Linked DNA regions of Mus musculus: region 2 is linked to region 1. A link is a contact called in public HiChIP or PLAC-seq data. All regions are on one chromosome and are shown on one strand. Each heading gives the region's core, a stretch centred on a gene start, on an enhancer-like site or on the middle of the called end of the contact. The rest is flanking DNA. Distances are from core to core; before and after follow the strand shown. Region 1 overlaps Gm34184 (predicted gene, 34184). Region 2 has its middle 6.5 kb from the start of 4930463O16Rik.

Region 1 (4,006 bases), core at 1,264-3,763:
TAGACTCCTGAGTGAGGTAACCCAGTCACAAGAGAACATACATGGCATGCACTCACTGGTACGTGGATATTAGCCCAAAAGCACAGAAACCAAAATACAATTCACAGACCACATGAAGCTTAAGAAGGAAGGCTAAAGTGTGGGTGATTCAGTCTTCCTTAGAAGGGGAAACAACATACTCAAGGGAAGAAATACGCAGACAAAGTGTGAAGCAGAAACTGAAGGAAGGGCTATCCAGAGACTGACCCACTTGGGGATCCATCCCATAGATAGTCACCAAACCCAGACAGATTGTGGATGCTAAGAAATTCATGCTGACAGGAGCCTGATATGGCTGTCTCCTGAGAGGCTCTGCCAGAGCCTGACAGGTACAGAGGCAGATGCTCACAGCCAACCATGTGACTGAGCATGAGTCCCCAATGGAGGAGTTGGAGAAAGGACTGAAGAAGCTGAAGGGGTTTGCAACCTAATAGGAAGAACAGCAATATCAACCAACTACATCCCCCGGAGCTTCCAGGAACTTAAACACCAACCAAAGAATACACATGGAGGGACCCATGGCTCCAGCCGTATATGTAGCAGAGGATGGCCTTGTTGGGTATCAATGGGAAAAGAGGGCCTTAGTTCTGTGAAGACTCAATGCTCCAGTGTAGGGGGATGCCAGGGTAGGGAGGTGGGAGTGGGTGGTTGGGTGGGGATACACCCTCATAGACTCCGAAGGAGGAGGGGGAATGGGATAGGGGATTTCTGGGGGGAAAACAGGGAAAGGGGATAACATTTGAAATGTAAGTAAAGACAATATCCAATAAAGTTTTTTTTTTTTTTTTTTTTTTTTTAAAGAAATGAGGTTAGAGGGTGTCTTAGTCAGGGTTTCTATTCCTGCACAAACATCATGACCAAGAAACAAGTTGGGGAGGAAAGGATTTATTCGGCTTACACTTCCATACTGCTGTTCATCACCAAAGGAAGTCAGGACTGGAACTCAAGCAGGTCAGAAAGCAGGAGCTGATGCAGAGGCCATGGAGGGATGTTCTTTACTGGCTTGCTTCCCCTGGCTTGCTCAGCCTGCTCTCTTGTAGAACTAAGATTACCAGCCCAGAGAAGATCCCACCCACAAGGGGCCTTTCCCCCTTGATCACTAATTGAGAAAATGCCTTACAGCTGGATCTCATGGAGGCATTTCCTCAACTGAAGCTCCTTTCTCTGTGATAACTCCAGCTTTGTCAAGTTGATACAAAATTAGCCAGTACAGAGGGGGAGAAGAAACCAGACCCTCGGTGTCTTGGAGGATGCTCCAATGGCCTTGGCTTTTATTCTGCATGGGAGAAATAACACAGTTTTAAGCAACGTAGATTAGAATTGCCTTATATTTTGAAGGGTTGATCTGGCAGAGAGAGTGTGCTATTCCCTCACATCCATTTCTTTCCTCTTCCTTATAATAGAAACCCCACACTTTCGGCTGGACACATGGCATAAGTCATGAAACTAAGTTTAGCCAACGGTATGTGCTCCAAAAAGTTCACTGCAGCTTTTGATATTTTTCTTCTTTGTTTTTGCCCTTCCTCTTCAACCTGGAATGCAGACATGATGTCTGGATCTTTACCTGTTCTAGTTCATTATGAAAACAAGGGTCATCCCCCACCCCCACCCCCCTGTATGGGATGGTAAGAAGTTTGGACCAGAGTCCTTGGGAGTAGAGCCATCCCAGCCCATTAAGGCTCTCTCTAGGCAGTTATCTCTGTTTCTGGTGGTTAAGTGGAATCCTAATTGGTATAATCTTCCTGGCTACAATTTAAAGAATAAACTGTAGGGCCAGCAAAGGTAAAAACAGGGTTAATCTCTAATTTTCAACTAAGAACACTAAAGGTTGAAACAGTTAAATGAAGCACATTAGGATTGTGGCATATCTATATTTAAACCCTGCCTCTTAGACATTTTGAATGTATGATTTCTTAGCCTGGCTGCCTGACTTGGCCCTGGAAGGAGCAGTGATGCCAGGACCACATGCCACCAATGACTGTGGGTGCCTGAAATGGACTCTGGAAAGATAGCGTGGCCTGCGCGCAGAGTTGCCGTCATCCACCTGTCGGAACACCCTTCTTTTCCCTTCGCTATACACACCTGCCCCTCACCCCCAACCCCATTGCCGGGCACAGCAGAAAATGCCTGCTCTTCTGCCTGGAGTGGACAGTGGGCATCGTGAACCTTTGAAGGAAACTGCTTCATTAGGGAGGAGGGAAGACTGGAAGAAACTTTAAATCCATGAATGAACCTTCCAAGTTGCTGGCTTTGTGTCAAAGGGCAGAATGTGCAGAGCAGCCTAGAGGCCTGAGAGACCTCAGGCAAGGAGGTGGGCGGAGCCTGCTCCAGGTGCCCTGTGAATGAGAAGATGCTCAGGCTACCTTCCCCTTTCCTCTTTGCTTTTCCTTCCAAAACAAAAGTACAGAGCACAAGTCTTGGTTAATCACGTAGTTCTCAGACTATTTTTCCTTGGGGGTGACTCAGCGTTTTTATGGCCCTGGCAGGAAGCTCAGCCACTGTGTAGACAGTTTCTTTGGGTGAATGATGGTATGTATGCATGTGTGTGGCATGTGTGTGTTGTGTTTTTGTGGTGTACGTGTATGCTGTGTGCGTGGTGCGTGTTGTGTGTGCACATAATGCACACACAGTGTGCATATGGTCTGTATGTATGCGATGTGTGTGTGTGTATGATGTGGGGAAGTTATACACATGGTGTATATGCATATGTGGATGTGTGATGTGGTGTATGTCGGAGGTATGTATAGTGTGTGTGTGTGTGTGTGTGTGTGTGTGTGTGTGTGCGTGTGCGTGTTGTCTGAGGTGCCGGTGTTTATGGTGGGGGAGGTGCTCTGCCTGCCATCCCTTTGGTCTCTCTTGCTTGTTCCATGTTGTTTATTTGAGCTCGGGCTTTGGAATGTCAAGCAGCAGTCTGTGTTCCATGTTTCCTTTCTGGTAGCAGATTCTCTTCCTGATTATGCTTTGCTCTGGCTAATATGAAAATGAATTGGCTTCCTCTGACAACAATAAGTGTAATAATAACAGGAAATGGCCCGGAATCACCTAATAATAAAAATAGAGCGGGAAGGGAAGCAACCAGACCCAGGGACATTGTGTTGACAGACTTCCCACTCCACCTCACCCTTCAGCCCATCTGCCTGACTCAGAAAACTGTGTTCGTTGTTGGTGAGGCTACTGGGAGCCTGAAAATATCCAGTATTTTTTCTTCTTCTTTTATTAGGGACTCTGAAGACTCTAAGTATCAAAACTGGGGGGGGGGGGGAGGTTTCTTTTCAAAGAGCAACTATATTCTGCCCGATAGCATTGTTTGATCAGGAGTGTTGCTTGAGCTGAGCTAACACACACTCATTGCACTGGCTCGGGAACAATCCTCTGACCTAGTGACCTATTTGATTTGTCCCTGGAACTTGTGTCCCTTCTCACTCCCCACCTCAGGACTTCACAGTTGAGGTGGCAGCACAGAAGCCTCTCTAGTTTTTAGCTCTTACAGGGTCTTCCCCGGGCCTCTGGCCTCAGTCTATTCTGTTCCCTGGCTGCTAGGCTGCGATGCTTCTCCTCGCCACAGTCCCTGGTAGACACTGGTGTCAGTTTAGAACATGGATACCTTTGACTTTGCAAAGCTGAGAACCACAACCTTCACTTTGCCCCAAGGGGTTACATTCCACAGAAAGGAAAGGAGGGTATTTCTTTCCCAGAGCCCCTTCTCCCCATCTGCACAAACATGGGAAGTCTGTGGCCTCATTTCCATGGCACACAGACCCTCAAGCCGGTCCACACACAGCCCCCATTGCTAATAATGAAAAGTCAGAAGCAGAGAGATCCAACTTAGTGTGGGGAATTGTCAAACCACCAGGGACTCATGCCAGCGTGAGTGGGTGAAATCTAGCTACTAGAATTAGTCAGGCATGGATGCACATAAAGACCTTAATTTTTACCTCTCTCTCTCTCTCTCTCTCTCTCTCTCTCT
Region 2 (4,117 bases), core at 1,471-3,970, 420 kb before region 1:
AAGTGAAAGTTCAGGTAAGAACTGGTGGTAAAGGTGTTATCAATCTAGTGACTCAGACAAAGTGACCCGGCTTTGCCCTGTTTGGGGCTCCCAGTGAGGGATGGATTGCACAATGGTAAGAATGCCATAGTCTAAGCCCGGGGCTCCAGTCCTGCCTCTGTGGTTGATATCCTATTACCTTGAGCATTATATTTGAATTTTTTAGGCATCAATATTCTGGTCAGGACAATGAAGAGATAATTAGATTGTGTTAAACGGATTCCCAACAAAGCCCTACATGAGACTTGTCTCAGGGAGCACCGGAGGCACAAATGACTGGGCTTAGGGTTGTCTACAACAAACTCCAGGATTAATTTTTAAAGTTTCTTGGATAAATTTTATGTACAAGTATGCCACTCATTTTCCATCACTGTGGAAAAAATACCTGGTAAAACAACTTAACAGAGCTGGAGAGATGAGTCAGAGGTTAAGAGCACTGGCTGCTCTTACAGAGGTCCTGAGTTCGGTTTCTAGCAACTACACAGTGACTCATAGCCATCTATAATGAGACCTGATGCCCTCTTCTGGCCTGCAGGCAGAATGCTGTATGCATAATAATGAACACTAATCTAAAACAATAGCAGCAGCAACAACAACGAAATAAAAACAAGTTAACAGAGGAAAGACTTAGTTTGGCTCATAGGCCCACAGGTTTCAATGCATGCCAAGTGGAGTCATTGCTCTGGGCCACTGGTGAAGAAGAAAATCATGGTGGCAGAAGCCTGTGGTGAGATAAACCCGGTCAGCTCATGCTGCCCAGGAAGCTGGTGGGCAGAGCGTGTGGGAAGCTACATGTGCCGTTGCAGAGTGGCACTGACTACTGCTGGCCACCATGCATAAGTTTGGACAAACAACCAATGTGTACATATGCAGTAAAGTTTTTTGCAAAGACACTGCCTGGCCCGGGTATGATAATGAGGCTTTGAGAGTATAACCAATCAGATGTGAGACATGCAAGTGAGGTATGATAATGAGGCTCTGTGAGGTATATATATATATATATATAGAGAGAGAGAGAGAGAGAGTAGCCAATCAGATGAGGAACATGCAAATGAGGCATAGTGCATAACCAATTCGGGTGTGAGACACGCCTCTCCTAGGCCTATACACCAGTTCTGGGCTCGGCGTCTCTTCGCCTTTGCAATCAAGCTCTCCCAATAAACGTGTGCAGAAGGATCCTGTTGCAGCGTCATTACTGCTGGCCAGTCTGGCGCGCGCAAGAAGAGCGCAAGCTTGCGAGTGGGGTTTTTGCTTCTCCTGACTCTGTTCCATCAGGGACCCTAGCCCATGGGATGATGCCACCGACATACGTTCTTCTCCATTAGGTTGCTGCCCTTGATGCCACCCAGCTTTGGATAGGTTCTCGCAGACACACTCCAAGTGGGCCGTATCCTTCATTATCCAAAGAATGAGGCTGTTATTTAATGCCTCAGAGCTGTGAAAATGGTTCCCCGATCGCCTAAGGGCATTACCATGTCTAGGAATCAGGCAGACAGGGCTGTATTGAAGAAACTGATGAGAAAGTAAGATGCTCTTAGGTGATTCCAACTCATTCGAGAACTCGCTGACTCTCAAGCTAATCCGGCTGATACAGTTAACCATGGCCACAAGTCAGGCAAGGAGCCTCTGGGTCGGTAACTTGTAAGCGCCGCTCTAGCGTGCAGCGTCCAAATCATGTTCTTCATCTGGTTAAAAAGAAAAGTGTTGTGGGAGAGGAGGACGATCTTACCTCACCTCATAGGAGGACACCAAGGACTCGAGAGAAGTTTTGGATTCTTTTTATTTTATTTTTATTCATGAGTACACTGTAGCTGACTTCAGACACACCAGAAGAGGGCATCAGATCTCACTGCAGATGGTTGTGAGCCACCATGTGGTTGCTGGGAATTGAACTCAGGACCTCTGGAAGAGCAGTCAGTGCTCTTAACCATTGAGCCATCTCTCCAGCCCCGAAGTTTTGGATTTTTTTTTTTTGATTTTTCGAGACAGGGTTTCTCTGTATAGCCCTGGCTGTCCTGGAATTCACTTTGTAGACCAGGCTGGCCTCGAACTCAGAAATTCACCCGTCTCTGCCTCCCAAGTGCTGGGATTAAAGGCGTGCGCCACCACCGCCCAGCTGGATTCTTTATATCAATCATAACAATAGACATTTTTTACTTGCATAGAACTGTCAACTTTAAAATGGATTTTAAGCCCACAGATGGAATGCCAGATCTCATGTTTTGCTGTCCCACATTTCCAGCTGGGACTATGATCTGTCTCCTCTCGTGTGTTTGTAATTACTTCCCCTTTGAACCCTTTTCTTATCCGGCCCCGCCCCCACCTCATGCTTGCAAGCTTTCCTCTCTACTGGAATTGTGGACATTGCTCATTAATTTTCTAGTCCTTGAGGCAACATTTCACTGATGCAGGCTCCTATGTCCCTGAAATGAAGTCTCGGGTAGCCACGGGTGTTAGAGGAGAGCTCTCTGAGTTGCAGAACAGCTCAAGCAAGGACCTGGGGTGGTGGGTCTCCACGCTTCTGTGGTCAAGGCTGTGGACAGAGGGATGCTGTTACTGGGATTTCTGACCTTGGTCATGCTAAGCTTCCTGGCTCAGCCTCCTGGCTGGTTTTCATTGCATCTTGGCTTGGCCAAAGCCAAGCAGTTTGTGCTGGGCCAGCAGTTGTGAAATCTCCAGCAGAGTGGTATTGTTTATCTATTTTTAGAAGTGTGTCCTTGAGGCTACCAAGAATGGAGCGTGGAGGGGTTCCTGTGGTATCTCACTGCCTCTCTTGGGACTTGCCATCCGAGGACTGACCTCATTTTCATTCGCCCTCACTAATTGACTGCAGAGCCACGTCTGTGTTTCCCCAGAATCATCTCAGCTGCTTTTTCCTGCGTGCACCCATGTCTGAGCTACACACACACTGGCTTCTCCCCCAATAGAAACTGATCCTGGTGCCAGGCACTGCTCCAGTACATTTCTCTATAGCCACAGAGGAGATGCTGTAGACCAGTGGATCCCGATTTACCCACGGGTCTCCACTTTCCATAAGCTGTTAAGTAAGGGGAAAATGCAGACCTGTGACAGTTGATTCTAATCTGACACAAGGCAGCTAGTTGAAAATGTGGCTTACATTCCCCACTTCTGTTCTCTACCACCCTTCCCTTTACACCATTAAGGGATTTGGCCATTATTGTTTACACAGTTTCACAGAGCTTGCATTAGCTAGCAAGTCATCAAGATCACCATGACCCAGGAACATGGTGGGAACAACCACAGCTTATGTCGAGTGAATTCTGAGTAAGCTACTTGAGAACTAGGCATTGCTCATCTTTCAGTTCCATTTTTGCTCAGGATTTGGAGACAGTAGATCGTTCCTTAATATCTGTGAATGAATGAATTTCTGCATCGTTGGCTTCAGAGTTGGCAGACTCAGTCCCCAAGGGTTACAGGACAAAGTGTAGAGTTCAAACCGATATTCACTGTCTGAGTCTTTCTCTCTGCATCTAGAGAAAAGAAAATATATGAAAACAAACACTACCCCCAAGCAAGCCTTTTCAACCATCAAATCAGACCTTGCTCTTATTATGTCCTGCTCTTTCAACCAGTTCTTTGTCTTAACTAGGCAGTTTTGCTTTGTAACATAGTATCAGGCAATGACACGGGTCATTGACTCCTAAAAGTGCACCTGCCACCTCTTTTGGTGGGGTAGGGGTGGGGGCGGTGAGAGTATCGACAGACCCAAGAAAGAACATGAGAATAAAACTCATTTAACAAACCCACAGTAAAATGGATAATAGTTTTCAAAGATTTTTCTTTTTACTGCCAAAATATTATGAAATAAAAGAATCAAGGCTCCCCCTGGTTCCTACTCTGAGGGCTGGGTCTTCTTGAGTCTAGCCAATTGGGTAGTGTTTTGTTCAGATTTAATTTGGTGATTTTCTTTTTATATTTGATATACCACCTGTGTGCCATATAATCTGGTTTTTATCCCCTCTCAGAGACACACCTGGATAATCGGGTGATATGGCTTTAGTAATAAACTGGTTTATAGAGCTTGGGAGATACCGATTATAGGGGTAGACCAGATGTC

What was found. HiChIP or PLAC-seq counts read pairs in DNA pulled down with a chosen protein or histone mark.
Region 2: a contact with region 1 is called in a CTCF HiChIP or PLAC-seq map of the NIH/3T3 cell line, with 5 read pairs. The contact joins two enhancer-like sites. A contact is called at or near these places in 1 of 15 datasets of contacts at CTCF or cohesin (the NIH/3T3 cell line) and 2 of 115 datasets of contacts at active chromatin or transcription factors (large pre-B cells and pancreatic cancer cells).

The regions. Positions count from the first base shown.
Region 1 is chr10:84,055,003-84,059,008 of GRCm38.p6, reverse strand. The region is part of intron 2 of Gm34184 (predicted gene, 34184); the gene reads left to right. Among named protein-coding and RNA genes, the nearest start is that of Gm34113, 28 kb to the left of the region's middle. Within about 2 kb of position 2,513, at least 47 of the 459 cell types and tissues checked have an H3K27ac peak or open chromatin away from gene starts, as enhancers often do. A contact at or near this core is called in the NIH/3T3 cell line, where this site is marked.
Region 2 is chr10:84,479,709-84,483,825 of GRCm38.p6, reverse strand. No RefSeq gene overlaps it. Among named protein-coding and RNA genes, the nearest start is that of 4930463O16Rik, 6.5 kb to the left of the region's middle. Within about 2 kb of position 2,720, at least 64 of the 459 cell types and tissues checked have an H3K27ac peak or open chromatin away from gene starts, as enhancers often do. A contact at or near this core is called in the NIH/3T3 cell line, where this site is marked.